Linked DNA regions of Rattus norvegicus: region 1 is linked to region 2. The links are chromatin contacts, called in public Hi-C maps. All regions are on one chromosome and are shown on one strand. The core of a region is the stretch at or near the end of the contact, and the rest is flanking DNA. Distances in the headings are between cores, read along the strand shown.

What was found. Hi-C and Micro-C count contacts between places; a contact is called where the count stands out from the background.
Region 1: a Hi-C map of liver shows a contact between it and region 2, with 2.4 times the contacts expected there. The contact joins two enhancer-like sites. A contact is called at or near these places in 4 of 12 Hi-C or Micro-C datasets (hepatocytes, kidney and liver).

What each region holds. Positions count from the first base shown.
Region 1 is chr16:76,677,595-76,682,588 of GRCr8, reverse strand. The region is part of intron 1 of Atp7b (ATPase copper transporting beta); the gene reads right to left. Among named protein-coding and RNA genes, the nearest start is that of Atp7b, 25 kb to the right of the region's middle. Within about 2 kb of position 2,983, at least 4 of the 93 cell types and tissues checked have an H3K27ac peak or open chromatin away from gene starts, as enhancers often do. A contact at or near this core is called in hepatocytes and liver, where this site is marked.
Region 2 is chr16:76,631,154-76,635,974 of GRCr8, reverse strand. Nek5 (NIMA-related kinase 5) reads right to left here. Exons shown (of 20, transcript XM_039095243.2): 18 at 3,713-3,847; 19 at 1-85. Among named protein-coding and RNA genes, the nearest start is that of Alg11, 20 kb to the left of the region's middle. Within about 2 kb of position 2,359, at least 3 of the 93 cell types and tissues checked have an H3K27ac peak or open chromatin away from gene starts, as enhancers often do. A contact at or near this core is called in hepatocytes and liver, where this site is marked.

The sequences.
Region 1 (4,994 bases), core at 1,734-4,233, 46 kb before region 2:
CTAAAGAGATATCAATAGGAAAGGAATAAGTCAAATTCTCCTTATGTGCAGATGACACAACACAATGAGATCCTATTCGGCTGAAAAGAAAAATGAAATCATGAACTTCACACATACATAGATAGAACTACAAAAGACATATTGAGCGAGGTAGCCTGGGCCCAGACAGACAAACATCACATGTTCTCTCCCATCGGGGTTTCCTAGCTCCGGATCTCCAGATGTGAGCACACATTCTGGGGTAATTACAGGATCCAGGGAAGTAAGAAGGGACTAGGGTGGGGGAGAGGACAGAGAGGGAAATAGCAAGGTACACATAACAGGAAGGGAGAAAAGGGAAAAATAATGAGGGCTTAGAGTCATAGATTTTTCAACAAAAACCCCAGTACCAGGTGTGAGGAACTCCCTTTTGAGTTGTCAATCAGGAGAGACCAAAAAACTCCTAAAACAATACAGGCTTCTGCTTCTGCCCTTGGCTACCTCCCAGAGGTGGAAGCAAGGTCTCTATTGCTAAAGACACCATGTACTTCAGACACAGGGCTTGGTGCCCGGAACACCTCCTCCCTGAGGACTACCTTTCAAGGTGCCAGAAAGTTCTACTCGGCTGCTAAAAGAGGAGAGCAGCCAATAGTTTACCTAGCTCTGGTTCCTATAACCCACGACAATGACCAGCATATCCCTTAGAGCACAGCACTAGCAAAGGACATGCTAACGTGAAAAAGGGATCTCACAGGGCCCATCCTAATTAAAAAAGAAAAGAAAGAAAGAAAGACACCACAGGCAACTAAGGAACACTGAGGTGGGAGAAAGCCCTCCCTAGGGAAAAGGCCCCTAACTGCTTATCCAACCCACCGACTTGTCAGCTCGAGATCATATACACGCAAGCAATACTAAATGAATCAAGCAGGCTATATTTATACATTTATGCATATATATATGTAATAATAACAAAGTGACCATAAATGAGAGCGAGAAGGAGAGGAAGAGAGGACAGGAGAGGAGAGGAGAGGACAGGACAGGACAGGACAGGAGGGGGAGCACACACAATTGGGGTGTAAGAGCAGTCAGAGGGAAGAATGAGAAGGGAAAAATGATGTAATTATACTTTAATTTCAAAAAAATAATTCTAAAAACCCAAAGGCTTTTCTCTTTTGTTCATTCATTTACTCATTTTACACCCCAATATCACCCCCCACATCACACAGGCTCTCCACCCATCCCCCCCGGGTATCGCCCACCATGGCACAGAGGCCACTGCAGGACTGGATGCATCCTCTCCCACGCGGGACACACAAGGCGGCTCACCATTCAGTATTTTCTCCATCACCCCAGCCTAAGCTGAGAAAACGGAGAGCTACGCCACTGGTATCAGAACATCTCAAGGTGCAAAAGGAGAAAACTGAAGACGACATTTATGAAATTATTGGGCTCAAGTCGCCAGGCAGCTCAGCAGGTAAAGGTGCCTGTTGCCAACCATGGCTGCCTGAGCCCTGTCCCTAGTACCCATGGAGTGGAAGAAGAGAACCAACTCCTATAAGGACATTCTGATACACACACACACACACACACACACACACACACACACTGATGACCAGGGTCATGAAGGTTGCCTTCTGCTCTGACATTCTATGATCTTGAACCTGTCTGTTGTCACCCTAATGTCCAATGGATGTGGAGGATGTGAATGCTTTTTGAAGGAGAGGAGAGCGTGGTGCCATTTTCTGTCTCCCTGTAGTGCAAGTGTGATCCCCAAACACACACCTGCCCTCTGTTGCTGAACCCTGAAGAAGCCATCAGCCCTTCCATTTCAAACTTTGGAGGGTCTGCTGAGATGCAAAACCCAGAACAGGCAACGTCTTAACTCTGCACATCTTAATTAGAAGTCTGATTTTTCGGGAATAGTCATCAGTTCTCATCACCTTTGGGTACAGGCTGCCAACACTTACTCCCGGGGCCCACAGGCAGAATGTCCATGTCCTGTGCATGCCTGTGAGAAAAGCTGTGGCGGTGTGCTGAGGTGAGAAGGGTAAAACAGAAAATAATAATGTGTAAATAAATAAATAACCCTGCTTTACACGGTACCCACCAAAACCTGGTTCACTGATCCGTAAAATACCCTCGAAGAAGACAAATGTCAACAATTCAACAGGAAAAAGAAGACAGTTTGTACCCGAAAAGGGAACATAAGTTATCAAAAAGGAAATGCTAGGTCAATTGCAGTGGGGTGAGCCTGTCATGGCAGTGACTGGGGAGCTCCAGTGGGAGGGTCACAAGTTCGATTCCAGCCTGGATGACACAGCATGACCCCATCTCAAAAGAAAAGCATGAGGGGCTGGAGAGATGGTTTGGCAGCTAGGAGCACTGGCTGCTCTTCCAGGAGACCAGGGTTCGATTCTCAGCATTGACAACCGTCCCATCACTAGTTGGGGTTACTGAGGTTCTAGTGCCCTCTACTGACATATGTAGGCACTGCAAGCCACACGCATGGATACACAAGACATTCAGGCAGGCAGCTGAAATACCCATATGCATAAAGTATAAATGGAGGTTAAAGGCATTTTTTAAAGAAAAGAATGGGTCTCTCTGGTACCCTTCAAGGGAATGGAACCTCTTTGGAGGGCAATCCAGGGATATCTATTAAAATAGCAAATTCACAAAGGTTTGACTCGGCAACTGGACTCCTGAGAATTTATCCAAGAAATGTTCAGTGTGAAATGAAGTGTCTAGAGTAACAATGTTAGATTCTGCAAAAGCAGAAACAAGAGTGTGGTAGGGTGAGTTACTATACAGCCACGCGGTGGAGTACTATGCAGCTCTGAACATGAATGAGGCCGCACTGCACATACTGAAACAGACTGGAATGTACTGTTCACTGAGAAGAACAAGGTGCAGAACGTGTAGTGTTTCATGTCTAGGTGCTCTATTGCTGCACGACCTGACAGCTTGTGATGACAGCTCGGCTTCTCGCCTTGGATGAGAGTCAGCGGTGACCGCTCATCCGCCTGAACAGACTGGAGCTGCAGAGTGGCAGTCCCTTCTTCACGTGCCTGCTAACCTGAGCCTCGCTGCCAGCTGGAAGGGCGGCTGAAGTTGGCAGAACTGCCCAGCTGTCCACGTTATTAGTTTTTCCTTGTGGCTGGGTAGTGGATCCGGGTGTCGCCCTGGCAAGCGTTCCCTGCAAATGAGTCTCAATGTGTACATGCTATTATATCCCCGGCAGTCTGTGTCCGGCACAATGCCGGACAGTTGGGATGGAAGGGAATTAACACAGGGCTTGAATAGCCATGTGAGGCAGGAGGCTGTTAGGCAAGCAGGTTATCCTTAGGGAAATGCCTAAGGAACCAACGTGGTGTGAAGAGGATGGGAGGCTGAGGAACCAGACTGCACAGGGACAAGGAAGCCATTTTTCACTAGATGCCATGCACGTGTGTTACCATTCTAAATGCTAACTGATTTAAAAGTTAAAACAGTGTGAACGCAACGGAGGCCTGGGATGTCAGCTTGACCGTGGCCAGCCATGATTGGCACCAATTCAAGGCAAAAGACATCAATGACAGAAGAAAAAACTAAGGGTGGACTGGAGAACATTTACTTGAATGCAGCGTCACAGAACATTGACGCTGCCTCCTTGCAGCAAAACACAACCCATCGACCGCCACATGTGCTGGGAAGAGAAAGCTCTACAGATTTTCCCTACTACCCAGCCTCCGGGAGATGCTCCGAGCTCTGCCTGTGATATCCCAAAGCCAGACCACAGCGCCAGCTCTCAGTCTCCTCACGGCTGATTCTGCATGTTCCTGGCAGAAGGGTTTGCGGAAGTGTTAGAAGCAATTTATCAGTGACAGGCAATACTCAGCACTCGGCCCCTTCTAGGCGGGCAGGTTTTCAACAACAGGCACTTATGAGACAAAGCTGTTCCGAGGACAGTTATGAAATGGCCGTCGAGAGTCTCCTTTATTTCTCTGTTGCAGTACTAAATGGACCGAGGGCCTGCTATGTGAGCGAGCGTTCTACCAGAGCCACACCGCAGCCAGAACAATCTGTCAACAGTTACACGGCGTTTGGATTGCTTTCAGTGTGGACAAGTGGGGTGGGTGTGGGTGTGTGTGTGTGTGTTCTTACCTCCATTCTTTAGCACTGTATTTACAGAGAGAGTAAAAAGGAACTCTCCTACTGAGTTTTATATTTAAAATCAACTCAGCCTACACTACAAGGTCTGAAAAACGATCCTGGGGTTAGTAGGCTGGGGTTGAAACTGTGGCCAGGGAAAGGCCTGGAAGGAGTCTTTGCTTCATCTCACTCCTGAGAATATTTGAGGCTTTTTCTGCAGAGCCTCCATCAGCTTGAGAAAGAGAGTTTCCCGGCTTCTAATAGACGCTCTTACTGTTACTGTTCTGCTGTTGGAAGCAGGTGTAGCCCAGAGCCGCAGCCACTCCGAGAATGTGATGGATGCTACTCTGCCCGGCCTCACCTCAGAATTCTCCGGACATCGGATTCAAGAGGCAGGAAGATGACAGTGATCGCCACACTCAAAGCATCGCACACAGGGCCAGGGGCAGGGCTTAGCACTGGGTGGTGTGGAGGGGGAGAAGGAAGGATGGGGAGGTGTGGGGGAAAATGGAAGGAAGAAGCAGATCTCACCCAAATCATCCCAGGCATCCAGACGGATAAGTGTTAATCTCTGATATTCCCAATGTGGAAGGATTGATGGCTCTATGTTGAACCACCGCGAGCATACAGGAATATATGCCTATACGTTAGCACATACGTTTTGAGATTATCTCTAAGTATTCTAAAATAATATTAATTATATACTTTGAAACTTAAAATTTTTAATTTAAAAAATAAATGTTACTTTGTGTGTGGGTGTATGCGCGCGCGCTGCATGGCGTTTTGTGTGCACATATGTGTATACAGCATGCTTCCCTGTGCGTGTGCTTGAAGAGGTCACTGAACTTCAAGGCTCACTCTCCATTGCTGTTTACCTCAGTCTC
Region 2 (4,821 bases), core at 1,110-3,609:
AGTCGTTCATCACCCACTGTGATGCCCGCAGCTATTTCTCCCTCTTCCTCATCTTCTTTAGGAAGCTGTGGATTTATCATCATTACTGAAAGAAACAATAGAGATGAAGGGAGAATGATCTGTGTGCTTGAGGAGCAACATCTACCCACAATCCTACAGTGAATGCCACTCACGACGGCCACAGATGTAGATGTTGTGCTTTGTGTAATGTCTCCCACAGGGTCATGTATTTGAATACTCGGGCCCCAAGCGGTACTACACGGCGAGGCTGCGGAACCACTGGGAGGTGGTTCCTGAATGGAGCAAGGTGGGTTGCTGTGCAAAGAGCTTTGAGGTTTATAGTCCAGCCCTGCTTCCTGTCCCCTCTCTGTTTTCCTGGTACGCTGAGATGTGTGCAAGCAGCTGCCACATGCTCCAGCCGCCATGCCTTCCTGTTCCTCAGATCACGAGCTGAAAGAAGTCGTCTGCCCTTAAGTTGCTTCTTACTGAATACTTAGTATTTGAGATGAGAAAAGCAGTTAATTCGATATCCAGTTATTTGGTGCTGGACTGAAAACTTAGGCAACACAGGAAGACACCAAAAAGGGAGCATCCCAATAAGGAACAGACACAGAAGTGTTAAGAAAAGTGTGACACTGAAACTTAAGACTCGCCACAACGGAGCGGTCCCTAGCGTTCTCCGTCTCTGTAAACCCACTGTACACCTGTGCTTCCTGGAAGGCCTGAGGCGGCCCGCACAGCAAACCTTCACAGCTGTCCTGTGTCTTTGTATTCATTCTTATTTCAGAGATTCCCCATCTGGGCATGGTGATGTCTGCCAGGAATCACAGCACTGGGGAAGCAGAGGCAGGAGGATAAATGGGTTTGAAGCCAGCCTGGGCTGTTTAAGACCTACTCTGGTGTCTTAGTTACTTTTCTATCGTTGTGACAAAATATCAAGGTCAGCTGCCTGCCTGGGTCCGTATGGCCCCCCTAATTGAATTAGATTCCCATACACTTTTGTTGTTTCTTTTCAGGAGCAGAAAATTCCTTAGGCCTTTTCTTTTCACAAGTCACACGATTGGCCGGGGAGGGTCCCAGCCCAAGAATACCACTCCTTTCGTTCCGCTTTAGAATCCTCTTTTGGCACAAGCCATGGCTACAACATTAAATCTCCAGGTGCTCTCTTCTGCTTCACACTGTACATTTTGTATTTCTTTTTGCCTCGCTCTTTTCCGTTATAAAACTGTATAAGTATAACAATAGAAAAGTAACTAAGACACAAGTTTGGTATCAAGGAGTGGGCTACTGCGGTGACAGGCCCTACCATGCTGTGTCTTGGAGGAATTTGAAAAACTTTGGAACTTTGGACTAGGAAAGTGCTTGAATGTTGTAAGTGGGGCTTAACAGGCCCTCCTAGTGGGCGCTCTGAAGACAGTAGCGCTGAGAGCAGCTTGGACTGTGGAGCCCCAGCTCACCGGGTTTCAGAGGCGAAGGATAGTTTCGTATACTTTGTTGCTGTTTCCTCTGTCTCGCTAGTTTCAGCCCCATTATTTTCTTTTCCCACCTACTCTTTTTATAGTGTGGTTTGCTCTTTCTTTTCCAGGCCCCTCAGCTGCAGGCAGTCTTCCCAGTATCTTCTGTAGGCGCCTGGGGCTATAACCTTTACTCTTACTAATGCTTGCACTGTGTCCCACCGGTGTGGGTGTGTCATGGTTCCGTCTTCCTTCAGTCCCAGGACTTGTTAAGCTTCCTTCTGATTTCTCCAGTGACCCGGCTTCTTTCTGCTCAGTAGTGTGTCGTTCTATTTGCATGAGTTTGTGTAACTTTCTGTCATTTCGATTGCTGTTGACCTCCAGCCTTACTCCATTGTGGTCAGACAACGTGAAGGGCGTTATTTGATTTTCTTTTGCAAATTTGTGGAGACCTGCCTTGTGTTGCCTATGTGGCTGACTTTGCAGACCGTTTTGTGGGTTACTGAAAATAAACAGAATGTGTTCTTTAGGGTGGGGGTGGAGTGTCCTTCTGATGTCTGTTAGATCTGTTTGGTTTATGATGTCATTTAGCCCCGGCATTACTCTGTTTAGCTTTTTGCCTGGATTGGTAAGCATAGTATGCCAAGGTTTCTCAATCTCACTGTGTTGGGTCAATCTGAGACTTTAGACCTAATAGCATTCTCTTTTGTATGAAACTGTTGTCTCTCTGGTAAACACGTGTTTAAGATTGTAATATCCTCTGGAATTTTTCTCCTTTAAGGAAATATATATATTAATATTAGTTTTGGTTTTAAATCTATTTTCTAGGTATTAGAACAGCTAGAGTTGCCTGTTTCTTTAACCCCTTTGTGTTCAGAATGAGAATCCAACAGGGCCCCAGCTGTGTGTGCTTGCCTGCTTGATTGACAGGACCATCCACCATTCCTCAGAAGCAGCTCGTTTTTGCCTTGCTGAAGTATTTTGAATTCTGTGGTCATTTTCTTGGACCCCTCAAATTCATTTCTAGCACCCAGGCTGTCCAGAACTCAAATTCTTCCAGCCTCTACTACAGACGTGATAGGGCCATAGGTGTACAGCCCTGTGCCTGACCTATGCTTGGTTTCTCCGGAGTGAATTTAGTGTCAACACCCTAGGGGGAGAAAGTTAAACAATAACATAGATATAAACACCATTGGGAGTATGTTAAACAATAACATAGAAAATTATATTTTGATTCAGTGGAAAATAAATCACTTAGTAATGAATCCAACAAAGATAAAATCAATTATACAGTAACCACTTAGGATCGGTAAGAAAAATTGTTAACGAAAATATAATATAGATTAACCAGGTGTGGGAGTGCATTCCCTACATTCCAGCACTCAGGAGGCAGGGGAACAGTGTGTGTATAATATAGATAGACTGTTAGATAGATAGATAGATAGATAGATAGATAGATAGATAGATATAGATAAACAGAATGATAGATGATAGACACACAGACAGAGAATAGATAGATAGATAGATAGATAGATAGATAGATAGATAGATAGACAGACAGACATAGACAGACCAAGATATAATATATGTGTGTATGTGTATATAATGAATAGAGATATATTGTATCATATAACACATAAGATATAATACAGAATGTAGCCATGTGCGATGGTATGTGGCTGTCATCAAGAGGCAGGAGGGCCACTTGTGCCTATAAGCTTAAGGTTTCCTTGGACAACACAGAGAGATACTGACAGAAAAGTGGATGCATATTGCTTTTAAAATGGAGACTACTCAGGAGGCAGAGGCAGGCAGACCTCTAGGAGTTCACAGTCAGCCAGGCATACATAGCAAAGAGTCTCGGGTCATCAGAGCTACACAGTGACACACAGTCTTTTTAAAACAAAATGAAAACAAAATGAATCATATTGGTTTGCATTCATTCCTATTGTCCGTAGGAAAATGAGTTCTCTGAGTAGCTATCAAACTGAGCAATGCTAGACTGTCTCCCCAGAGTGCCAGTGCTTTCCGAGAGTTGTCAGCTTGAAACACTACACAAAATTATGCCTCAGTCCTCGGAAGTGCATTCCTTTCATTAGTTCACTTGGAACCAGCTTGGTTAGAGCAAATCAGACAAGCAAGGTGTGTTCCCAGTTCTCTCTCCAACCCGAAGGTACTACTGGTGCCTTTCTGCATCCGTAAATCGGTAACATAATTCCCTGGGGAACCAGTAACTCTGTTAAAAATAAAGCGCATACCAGTTTCTCCTTTACCGGCAGACAATGAGCCACTGCAGGCACGTTCTATTGCCAAAGCAGGAGGGGTTCCTGGCACATCCTGCCACCACTGCTTCCTGTTTTCTTGGCTACCATCCATCACAATAACTTGGCCATCTGGAAAACGATACTGCATTAGCAAAAATAAAGATAAACTTCATGAAGTCATTGTTTTTGATAGCTGAGTAGTACTCCATCGTTGGATGTACCACATTTTCTGTATCCATTCTTCAGCTGAGGGACATCTGGGTTCTTTCCAGCTTCTGGCTATTATAAATAAGGCTGCTATGGACAGAGTGGAGCATGTGTCCTTGTTATATGTTGGAGCGTCTTTTGGTTTTATGCCCAATAGTAGTATAACAGGGTCCTCAGGTAGTGCTATTTCCAAATTTCTGAGGATCCACCAGATTGATTTCCAGAATGGTTGTACCAGCTTGCAGTCCCACCAACAATGGAGGAGTGTTCCTGTCTCCATATCCTCACCAGCATCTGCTGTCACCTGAGTTTTTGATCTTAGCCATTCAACTGGTGTGAGGTGCAATCTTTTCAGTTTTTTATATTTTATTATGTTTTATAACAGTCCACAGAATGCTAGAACCATGGACATCATATTCCTCATTGTGTGTGTGTGTGTGTGTGTGTATAAGCATTATTACCTTTTTGTCGCATGTTGAGGGTCATATTTTGCTGTGTGAACTGTGATAAGTTTCCATGTGCTTATTTTTTTAAGTTGAGTTCAACCTCCTATGTCTTACTGAATTATAAATCACCTTAAAAACTTACAATAACTCATTTAAGTGCTCATCCCTTGGCATCCAAAGCAGATTAGTTAGTTACAGGACACCAGTGATAGAAAATCTGGGCTGAAGAGATTGCTCGACAGCTGAAAGCACTTGCTGCTCTTACAGAGGCTCCAAGTTTGGTGACTTTGAATCCATGGTGACTTTGAACCACCTGTAGCTCTGGCTTCAGGGAGATCCGATGCCTTCGCCATCCACTGGCACTGCTCGGATGTGTATATATCCACAGCGAGACCCAAGGATACATAATTAAAAATAATAAAAATAAAATATTCTTAAATCTGCATATGA